Linked DNA regions of Nomascus leucogenys: region 1 is linked to region 2. Evidence: chromatin contacts called from public Hi-C data. All regions are on one chromosome and are shown on one strand. The core of a region is the stretch at or near the end of the contact, and the rest is flanking DNA. Distances in the headings are between cores, read along the strand shown.

The links. Hi-C and Micro-C count contacts between places; a contact is called where the count stands out from the background.
Region 1: a Hi-C map of a lymphoblastoid cell line shows a contact between it and region 2, with 3 times the contacts expected there. The contact joins the promoter of LOC100593798 here to the promoter of CAPZB in region 2. A contact is called at or near these places in 2 of 4 Hi-C or Micro-C datasets (a lymphoblastoid cell line and an unstated tissue).

What each region holds. Positions count from the first base shown.
Region 1 is chr24:19,888,981-19,893,157 of Asia_NLE_v1, reverse strand. LOC100593798 (neuroblastoma suppressor of tumorigenicity 1) reads right to left here and starts at 2,693. Exons shown (of 4, transcript XM_012498520.2): 1 at 2,424-2,693.
Region 2 is chr24:19,747,584-19,752,300 of Asia_NLE_v1, reverse strand. It overlaps CAPZB (F-actin-capping protein subunit beta), which reads left to right and starts at 1,872. Exons shown (of 9, transcript XM_030805430.1): 1 at 1,872-2,071. The coding sequence starts at 2,069.

The sequences.
Region 1 (4,177 bases), core at 1,444-3,943, 140 kb before region 2:
CAAGCAAGTGGGATGACAGCTGGAAATGGATTTTAGAAACTGTCAAGGGCGGCCCAACATGATTCCCTGCCAAGGTGGGAACTGGGAGGAAGATCCCACTCAGACTCTTAAGACAGGGTCGTGGAGACAATAGCCTCCTCCAGAATCCAAATTCAAGAAAACAGGCTGTGCCCCGCTGTCAGGCTGAGCGTGCTGCTGGGCGCAGAGGGTGTGGAGGGCGGCTGGGCTGCAGCCCTAGGCTTGGGGCTTGGCAAGGGCGGGGCGATCGCTCCAGGTCTTGGAATGAGCACAGGGACTTCCTTGAATGGTGCAACTAAAATTATTGCTCTGTGAAGGGGCAAAGCAGTGTCAGGCCTGGGGCTCCCTGCTCACCCAGGTCAGGCCCTGGATCTGGTCAGCCTGACCGTGTTTCCTGGGCTCACCCTGGGGTTTGAGGATGAGTTCTCGCCAAAGCTCATATATTGGCTCTCTGTGTGCCTGGAGTCAGGAGAGTCTAATGGTTACAGCTCGAGCCACTGACCATTTGCTTCCCCTCCCTAAGCTTCACATTTGCAACCTGTAAAATGGGCAGCCTGGCCTGGGAACATCCATTTCAGCAGATCCCCCAGGGAGGAGCCTGGCTCCAGCATACTGCTTAAGGCCACTGTGATTCCACGACCCCAGTCTCATGGCAGGATGGCTTTTCCTTCCTTCATTCAGCACTGGGGAGAGCATGAGTCAACTGTCCAGGGGGCAGACACACAGGGCCGACCCCGTGCCACCCAGGCCTGCCTGCACCTTCCAGCCCTGGCCACCTCTGTGCCAGCCCCCCAACCCAGGCCACGGCCCTCCTTACTGCAGACCCTCCTGCCCGCAAACCAAAAACAGTCTCCAAAACAAATCCATGCTAATGAGCTGCTGCAGGGCCGGGCTGCACATCTGCTCAGCAGAAGTTCCACTGCAGACCTCACCAACAACCCTGCCCGCTCCAGCAGCCTCCGACCCTTGGGGTTGTGGGTGGGGGGAAGCAGCTAAACTCAGCCTGAAATTTCACTTTAAAATAATGAGGCCATATCCCTGGCCGATGCAGAACACCTACTCCCATGTCCACCCCTCCAAAACACAGGCCCGGGAGAGAGGTCCAACTTGCAGGGGTGGGTGGAGAGGGGTGGGGGTCACCCAGGAAACGCTGCAGCCTCGCCTTTTCTTTGGCCCCAACTCAAGCAAACCACGCCCAAGCAGTCCCAGCATCTGGGGGAGTCTAGGGAGGCCCCATTCCGCAGTAACAAAGGGTGAGGGGCTCCTTGTTGACAAATTGCTTCCCTGCCAGTGCTCGCTCTTTGGCCTCCAGACCTGACCTCTGTTTTCCTAGGGTGCCCCTAGTTACAGGCTGGTGGCGTCCAGCTTGGGGAGCGAGGGCCTCCGAAAGCCTGGAACTGTGGCCTTCTCCCTTGATGCCCGCCAACCCCCGGCCACGCCAAGGCAGGCGGCTGCCCCCTTTGCCGCCGCTTGTAAACGATCAGAATTGCCCCGCCCTGGGAGCGGGCCGGGCAGGTGGCCCGCAGCAGGGCCTGTCGTCCAGCCGGCCTCGCGGGGGTGGAATTCTTAAGAAAACTGAGCCCCCGGAAAGGCTGGCTCTCCCTGCCCCAGACTCAATTCCAGGGAGATGACCCGGGCCAGGCCTCGGGGCCGGCGGGAGGCAGGGGGAGGGTTTGGCGCACCCGGTCCAGGAAACTATTCGTGAACCCCGCTGGGGGAAGGCGAGCCTCCGACAGTGGGGGGATTGTCTGGATCGGAGGGCGGGGGGTCAGGGAGACGCGCAGACACAGGGCGAGACCCCCACAGAGGGCAGCGCAGAGACAGAGGGAGAGAAAAGCCAGAGGCAGAGACACAAACGCGGGCAGCCGAACACGGAGGCAGGCGGGGAACGGAAAGAGACGGGCAGACGCGGGGAAAGTGAGCGGCGGAAACGGAGCGACGAAGAGACAGACACACGGACGTGGGGACCGAAGCAGAGGGGGCCGCGGGAGGCGGAAACGTCCAGAGCCGAGAGGCGCGGCGCGGCGCGGCGAGGCCCGGGCACGGCCGGGGGACATGCGAGCCCGGCCCGCCCGGCCACGCATCTCCCTCCCTCGCTCCGTCTCTCTCCCGGCCGCGGAAACTCCGATCGAGAAACGGAATCCCGGGGCGAGTCTGGGGACGGGCTCCGGACGCGGCGGTGCCCCCCGGCCACCCCGTGCCGCGCCCACGTCCCCAGCGCCGGCGTCCGGAGGCGCCCGCCAGGTCCCCCAGGGCTCCTGAGCTCGGCGGCGGCGCCTCCACCCGGTGCCCGCGGCCGCCGGACGCGCCGGGGGACGCAGCTCCGGGCTGGGGGCGCGGCACTGCCCCCGCTGCCGAAGCCTCTGGAAGCCGGGCGCCCGCGTGCCGGCCCGGGCGGGACTTACCGCGCGCGCCCGCCGGGTCCTGCGGAGCTGGGTGCGGGGGTCGCGGGCCCGGGCGCCCCAGGAGGCTCGGCGAGGCAGCCGGCAGGGCTGGGGGCGGCCCCGCGACGCTCGGCTGGGCTGCGCTGCGCGCTGTCTGCGGCCCCGGGCGGGCGCGCGGCGCGGGGGAGCGGCTCCGACGTCAGGGTGGCTCCCTCCAAACAGGGCGCGAGGGCGGGGGCAGCGGGGAGGGCCGCGCGCAGAAAGAGCGGGCGGGCGCGCGCGGCCTCTCCCTCCGGGTGCGCAGGAGGGGGCGCCGCAGCGGCAGGGGCCCCGGGCCCTCTCCCGGCCCGCCCGCCCCGGGCTGAGCTTCGGCGCGCTCCGACGGCGTGGTGGGGCGGCCGGGACGCCTGGCCGGCGCCCGAGAGGCAGGGCAGCCCAGCCGGGCGCCCTGGCCCGTTCTAAAGCGCCCTCCCCGGGTTTCTCTGCGTTTCCACTCTCTCCGCCCGACTTTTACCGAGCCTGGGCCGTCAGGCCGTGCCAGGCCTTGGGGTGACAAAGATGGATGTGTCCTTTTTGTGGGCACCGGGCATTGCAGACTTGCCCCGAGAGTGGGGCGCCCCAGCCCGCCGCGTCCCGGCACCAGGAGTCCCCAGTTCTGCGGTGCACCCCATCCCGTCCGCTCCGGCATGCGACCCGGTTCAAGTCCGTGCTCTTGGTAGCCTGGGTCGCTCAGCCTTGCCTAGTGTTATCCTAGTGTCGCTCTCGGCCCCACGCACTTGGCTTGAGCATCCCGAAAAGCCCCAGGGACTATTAGGAACTAGAAAGCCAGCAAATGAACTCACTTCTGTGACTCCTGGGAAGAGTGGAGCTCCTGGCCCCAGCTTCCAGCCTCACCTCGGGGGTTCCTATCTAATCAGTGGGCACTTGGGTGGATTGCGGCCGTACCTTCTCTATTCTGTGTGCTTAACAACAGGGTGAAAAAATAACTTTGCTTCTGGAAAGTGGTGGCCCAGGACACTGGGACACGATTGTAGGACCTGGGGATTTTGCTTTACAGCATAGTTACTTGTGTCCATGTGTTTTACCTAGCTTGGCTGGAAACTTCCAGATAGACACAGCCCTGCTCGTCTGACTCATGAGGTTGCCGAGCATCCTGGGTGGCTCCTAGTGGCCTGCTGGGAACTCCCTGGTGTACTCCAGCCTACCCGCACCCTCCATACCCAGCCTGCATCTGTGCCTCCTAGCTGTTGCCTGCGCCCTTCCCTCTGCCCAGAATTCCCTTCCCCTCCTTTCATCGCTGGCAAATATTCTTCCAGCACCAGATTGGAAAGTCTTCCCAAGACCCTCTGGGAGCATCTCCCTCCTCCCCTGTGATCCTGGAGCACAGGATGAGAACTTCTGTTCATGTCAATTTCCCTCTAGAGTAGCTGTGTACATCTCTTTCCTCCATTAGACCCTGAGGGCAGGAATCATGTGTTTATTTCAGTGTCTCCATTGCTTATGGACAGGCCAGGTGAGATGTACAATGTATTTGGTTGAATGAAGTTATTATTATTATTATTATTAATTTTGAGACAGAGTTTTGCTCTCGTTGCCCTGGCTGAAATGCAATGGCGTGATCTCGGCTCACTGCAACCTCTGCCTCCCGGGTTCCAGCAATTCACAGCCTCCCGAGTAGCTGGGATTACAGACGCCCACCACCACGCCCAGCTAGTTTTTGTATTTTTAGTAGAGATGGGGTTTTGCCATGTTGCCCAGGCTGGTCTCGAACTCCT
Region 2 (4,717 bases), core at 623-3,122:
GCTCACTGCAAGCTCCGCCTCCCGGGTTCACGCCATTCTCCTGCCTCAGCCTCCCGAGTAGCTGGTACTACAGGTGCCCGCCATCGCGCCCGGCTAATTTTATTATTTTTAGTAGAGACGGGGGTTTCACCGTGTTAGCCAGAATGCTCTCGATCTCCTGACCCCGTGATCCGCCCACCTAGGCCTCCCAAAGTGCTGGGATTACGGGCGTGAGCCACTGCTCCCGGCCTCGGCTAACTTTTGTATTTTTAGTAGACACGGGGTTTCGCCATGTTGGCCAGGCTGATCTGGAACTCCTGACTTCAAGCGATTGACCACCTCGGCCTCCCAAAGTGCAGAGATTACAGGCGTGAGCCACTGTGCCTGGCCTTGGACACTGTATTTGCCTGGTGGCCGACTGTCTCCCTGACAACACTCAAGCTCCACAACAATGTGGGTTGTTTCGCTCATTGCTGTATTTCCAGAGCCTAGCACAGTGCTTGGCACATAGCAGATGCTCAATAAATATCTACTGCGTGTGCCATTCTCTTCTTTGAATTTCTGTAATACTCATCCGATACCAGTCTTGCGAGAAATACCCGTATGCTTTTTCTGCCAGTGGCTGCCTGTGAAAGCTTTTACTTGTCTATGAGCTCCCTGAGGACAGGGCCCGGCTCAGGGAAACAATTCCTGTCACCTGTGCAGTTTACCATCCCCCTCACAGATCGCCTAATTTGATTTAACCAAAGCAAACAGGCCACGGAGGCAGATATTGTTAGCAATCCAGGTCTCCTGCTACCTAGACTAAGCTCAACAAATATTTGATTGAGAGAGAGAGAGAGAGATTGGGAGACAGAAACTTGAGTCACTGTGGAGCGAGGAAGCCCTTCTGGGCTAATGGAATGGTTCTCTGTAGCACATCCAACAGTACTCATAACAGCTGGCATTTGTTGAACTTAATTTTTTCTTTTTTTTTTTAGACAGTCTTGCTCTGTCGCCAGGCTGGGGTGCAGTGGCGCGATCTTGGCTCACTGCAACCTCTGCCCCCAGGGTTCAAACGATTCTCCTGCCTCAGCCTCCCGAGTAGCTGGGACTATAGGAGCGAACCACCACGCCCAGCTAATTTTTGTATTTTTAGTAGAAACGGGGTTTCACCACGTTGGCCAGGATGGTCTCGATCTCTTGACCTTGGCCCGCCTCGACCTTCCAAAGTGCTGGGATTACAGGCGTGAGCCACCGCGGCCGACCTGTTGAACTTAATTTTCTAATCTTTACCTGTGCCACCCTCACAGCTATTCTGTCTGCAGCTATACCAGCAGGGATCTTTATATCTTATTCATCTGTTATCTTCCGGTGCCTAAACAAGTCCTGGTACATAGTAGGTGCTGAATAAATGGCGTCAGCCCGAGGCTCCTCAATTCGTGCCTGGGCTCAGGTGCAGCCCGGCGCTCCAGATCCCGCGTAGCGAGCGGCAGCGCTGGGCTCCGGCCCCGCCCCCGGCGCGCTCCCCCGGTGCTGGGTTGGGCTGGGCCGGGCCGGTCCGCGCTCGGCGGCAGTTCCGGGTGCGCCCCAGGAGTAAGCGCGTGCACGGGGTGGGGCCCGGAGGGCCGGTCCCCTCCCAGCCCCGGTGCCTTCCGCATCCCCGCCCGCGGGGACTGTGGTGCGCGGTTCCCTCGCCGCCACTCGCTGCTGCAGGCCCAGAGTCGGGCACTGGGCCTCAGACACCGCGGAGACCTTTCCGGCCCCGGCCCGCTCCCCGTGCCTGGGACCCCCGGCAGCCGCGCCGCGCCCCGCCCCGCCGCGCAGGCCCCGCCCCCGCACCCCGTCGGCGCCCGCCTCCCGCGCCGCTCTCCATACTTGGCGATCGCCGCAGCCCCGCGCGCTCATTGGCCGCGAGCTGGCGGCGTGGGGGGCGGGCCCGGGCCGGGCCGGGGCGTGGAAGGAAGGTGGCGGCGGCCTGGCGCGGGGGGAGGGGGGTGCTGACCCGGATGTTCACTCCTGGGCACCCGGGGAAGTGGAAGCGCCGGGCCCTGCTGCGGGGGGGAGAGCCACTGACGCCGGGACCGGGACCGCCGCCGCCGCCGCCACCATGGTAAAGGCCGCACGGCCCCCTGTCCGGCCCGGGGGCCCCTCCGGAGCTCGCGTCCCCCTCCCCCTGCCCATCCCTGGCCCGGGACGGGTGGCTTCCCGGGGTGGGGGAGGGGTGGGGTCTCGAACCCGGGGTGGACCCAGTCCCTCCCCGCCCAGGAGGGTGCCGCCGGCGCGGACGACTTGGGTGGCAGTGACCCTGCCCCCGCTCCCAGCCCCCGCCCTTGGCGCAAGCTGGAGTCCCACTCACCACCTCTGTGTTCAGGCTGGTCTCTCCCATAGCCCAGGCTAGACCCTCCCTCCCGAACAGTGGCCCCAGCCAGGCACCCCCTCGGTGACCCTGGCGTGGGCCCCCTTCCTCCCCCGGTCTAGGGCTAGGACTGCTTTGCCCCGTCTCTCCCGCCCAGGCTAGGCCATCGTTTCTCCCTGCCATGGCCCAGGCTAGGCCGCTGCCTCCCTCTCTCTCTCCCTCCCTTGCCTTCTCCATGGCCTCAGGCTGGACTCCGGTCAGCCCCTTCTGCAGCGGCCTAGGTTTGCTTCCCCTCTTCTCCGTGGCCTCAGCCTGAATCTCCTCTTCCCTCTGTGATCTTAAATCTGGACCTCCTCTCCTCCGCCCATGGCTCCCGTCTGGACCTCACTGCCCCCTCCCCACCCTGATCCCCTTCCCTGGACTTTTCGCCACTCCTAGCGTAACCTGCGTCTGCCACGCTCGGTCCCCGCCCTGATCCTCTCACCAGGGTCCTGCCCCTTGCCCAGTGCACGACTCAGGGTCCCCTTCCCTGTTCCTGGGGCGCGCCTTCTTTGCAGCCTTCGGGAAGCGAGGGGAGCTCTCCATCAGGGATGGGGTGGTCCCGGTGCTGTGCCTTCTCAGTTGCCCCTTCTAGGGAGGCCGCCTAGGAGCCAGCCAGGGAAGGGCGGGCATCGGTGTGCCCAGAAGGCAGCGCGCTGTTCTGCGGGCCCCTCTCGAGGCCGCCGCCGTGGGTGCTGTGCGTGCGAAGCGTTCTGCAGGGCAGGCCGGGGTCCGCGGCGCCCGGGCCTGAGTGGGAGCCGAGGGGCGAGGGTGGGTGGCCCACAGGACAAGGATGAACGCACAATCGCCCTTGTGAGGCCGTGGCCTTGGGAGGCCACCAGGCCCTGGATCCAGTATATGGCCTGGACACGATGCACCCGAGCAGGCGCAGTCTCCCCTTCCCTCTGAACTGTCAGCTTGTAAGGGTTGGAACTGCTGATTATGGAAGTCCCTCGGATCAGGTAAGCAGAACGCCTAGGGAGAGTGCTGGCTCCGCTCGTGGTGTTTGTTTTGGTAAAGAAGGCAGATGCTATCCAGACTTTTGAGGAACCTGGGGTTTCACATAGGCCCCCACAGATAGACCTGCCCTCCTGCCACGTGACCCTTCTGCAGGACAGGCCCAGCACTTAGGTTGGAAGGGCCAGAGAACTTCTTGTGACAGGGTCAAGGGATTTTTGGAGCCTGTTTGGATGTGGACTTTGGGCCTCAAAGTGTTTTGAGGACTATGGTTCCTTGTTTAGTCAAGGGATGTTGCTGCTGAACGAGGGTGAGTAGTTGAGATGGGTTAAGCTTTCTTTTGATGCCTTCCTGTATGCTGATTAAAAACATGGGCAATGCCACTTTTAAGGCCTTCGGATTAGTCCAGTAACTTTGGCTGAAAACTCCTTATTTGGGGAGGTGGGCCTGGCCCCAGGCCTTGATGGAGAACGACTTCTCCAGGGCAGTGTTGGGTGAGGACTTTGAAAGTGGGCTGAAGTTTCCTGAGTGCGCACTCAGGACAAAGTATAAGGCAGGAAGGAAGCAGCGATTCTCACCAGGTGATGGGAAAGTGCCTCAGTCCCCCCAGGAGGAGCACATACACCTGAAGCTTCTCAGGAGTCTTGTACTTGGCTCTCATCTGAAAAGGCTGGAAAGGGTGGAGGAACTGTCTGCCAGTCACTGTGGTGTGCTTCACCTGTACAAGCTGGTTTCATCCACACGAAGCCCTTCTGGGGCTGTCCCCATTTTATAGATGAGGCAGCTGAGGCTCAGGAGGTGGAGTGACTTATTCAGGGTGTTGCTCAGCCAGTGGAGGAACCACCCTTGGTCTGTGGAAGCACATCTGGCAGGCTCTAAACTGTTCTTCCCATTGTACCAAGCTGCTTATATGTCAGAAGGTTTAATGACACTGTTTGAAAAACATAAAATGGGATATTCAAACATGGCAAGGGGGGAGGAGCAGTATTTATCGCCCATGGATTGTATTTTAGATCCTTTGTATAGGAAATCATGTTTATAGTGAAATAGCTGTATGGTGGTACAGGCATATTTAGCATGGGCCAGAATGAGCTCTTGGAGGGCAGAGATTTTTGTCTTGTGTTTTCCACAGCTGTATCCGTGGGGCCTAGAACAGCACCTGGCATTGGAAGAAACTGGTTGGAATGTTCTCTTTGGGATGTGTCTGTGTCCATGAACTTACCTGCTTGGATTTCATATTCATTCTCTCAGTCACTTGTTCTTAGTATCCCTTAGGCTTGTAATTTCTGACTGCTTACTGTTAGGTTTATCTCCTATTTGAATACTCTGACCATTAAGCCAGTGTAGATGGTTGGGGTAGGACAGAAGTGGTGGTGTGAGGTTGCATTGTAGATAAATGAATTC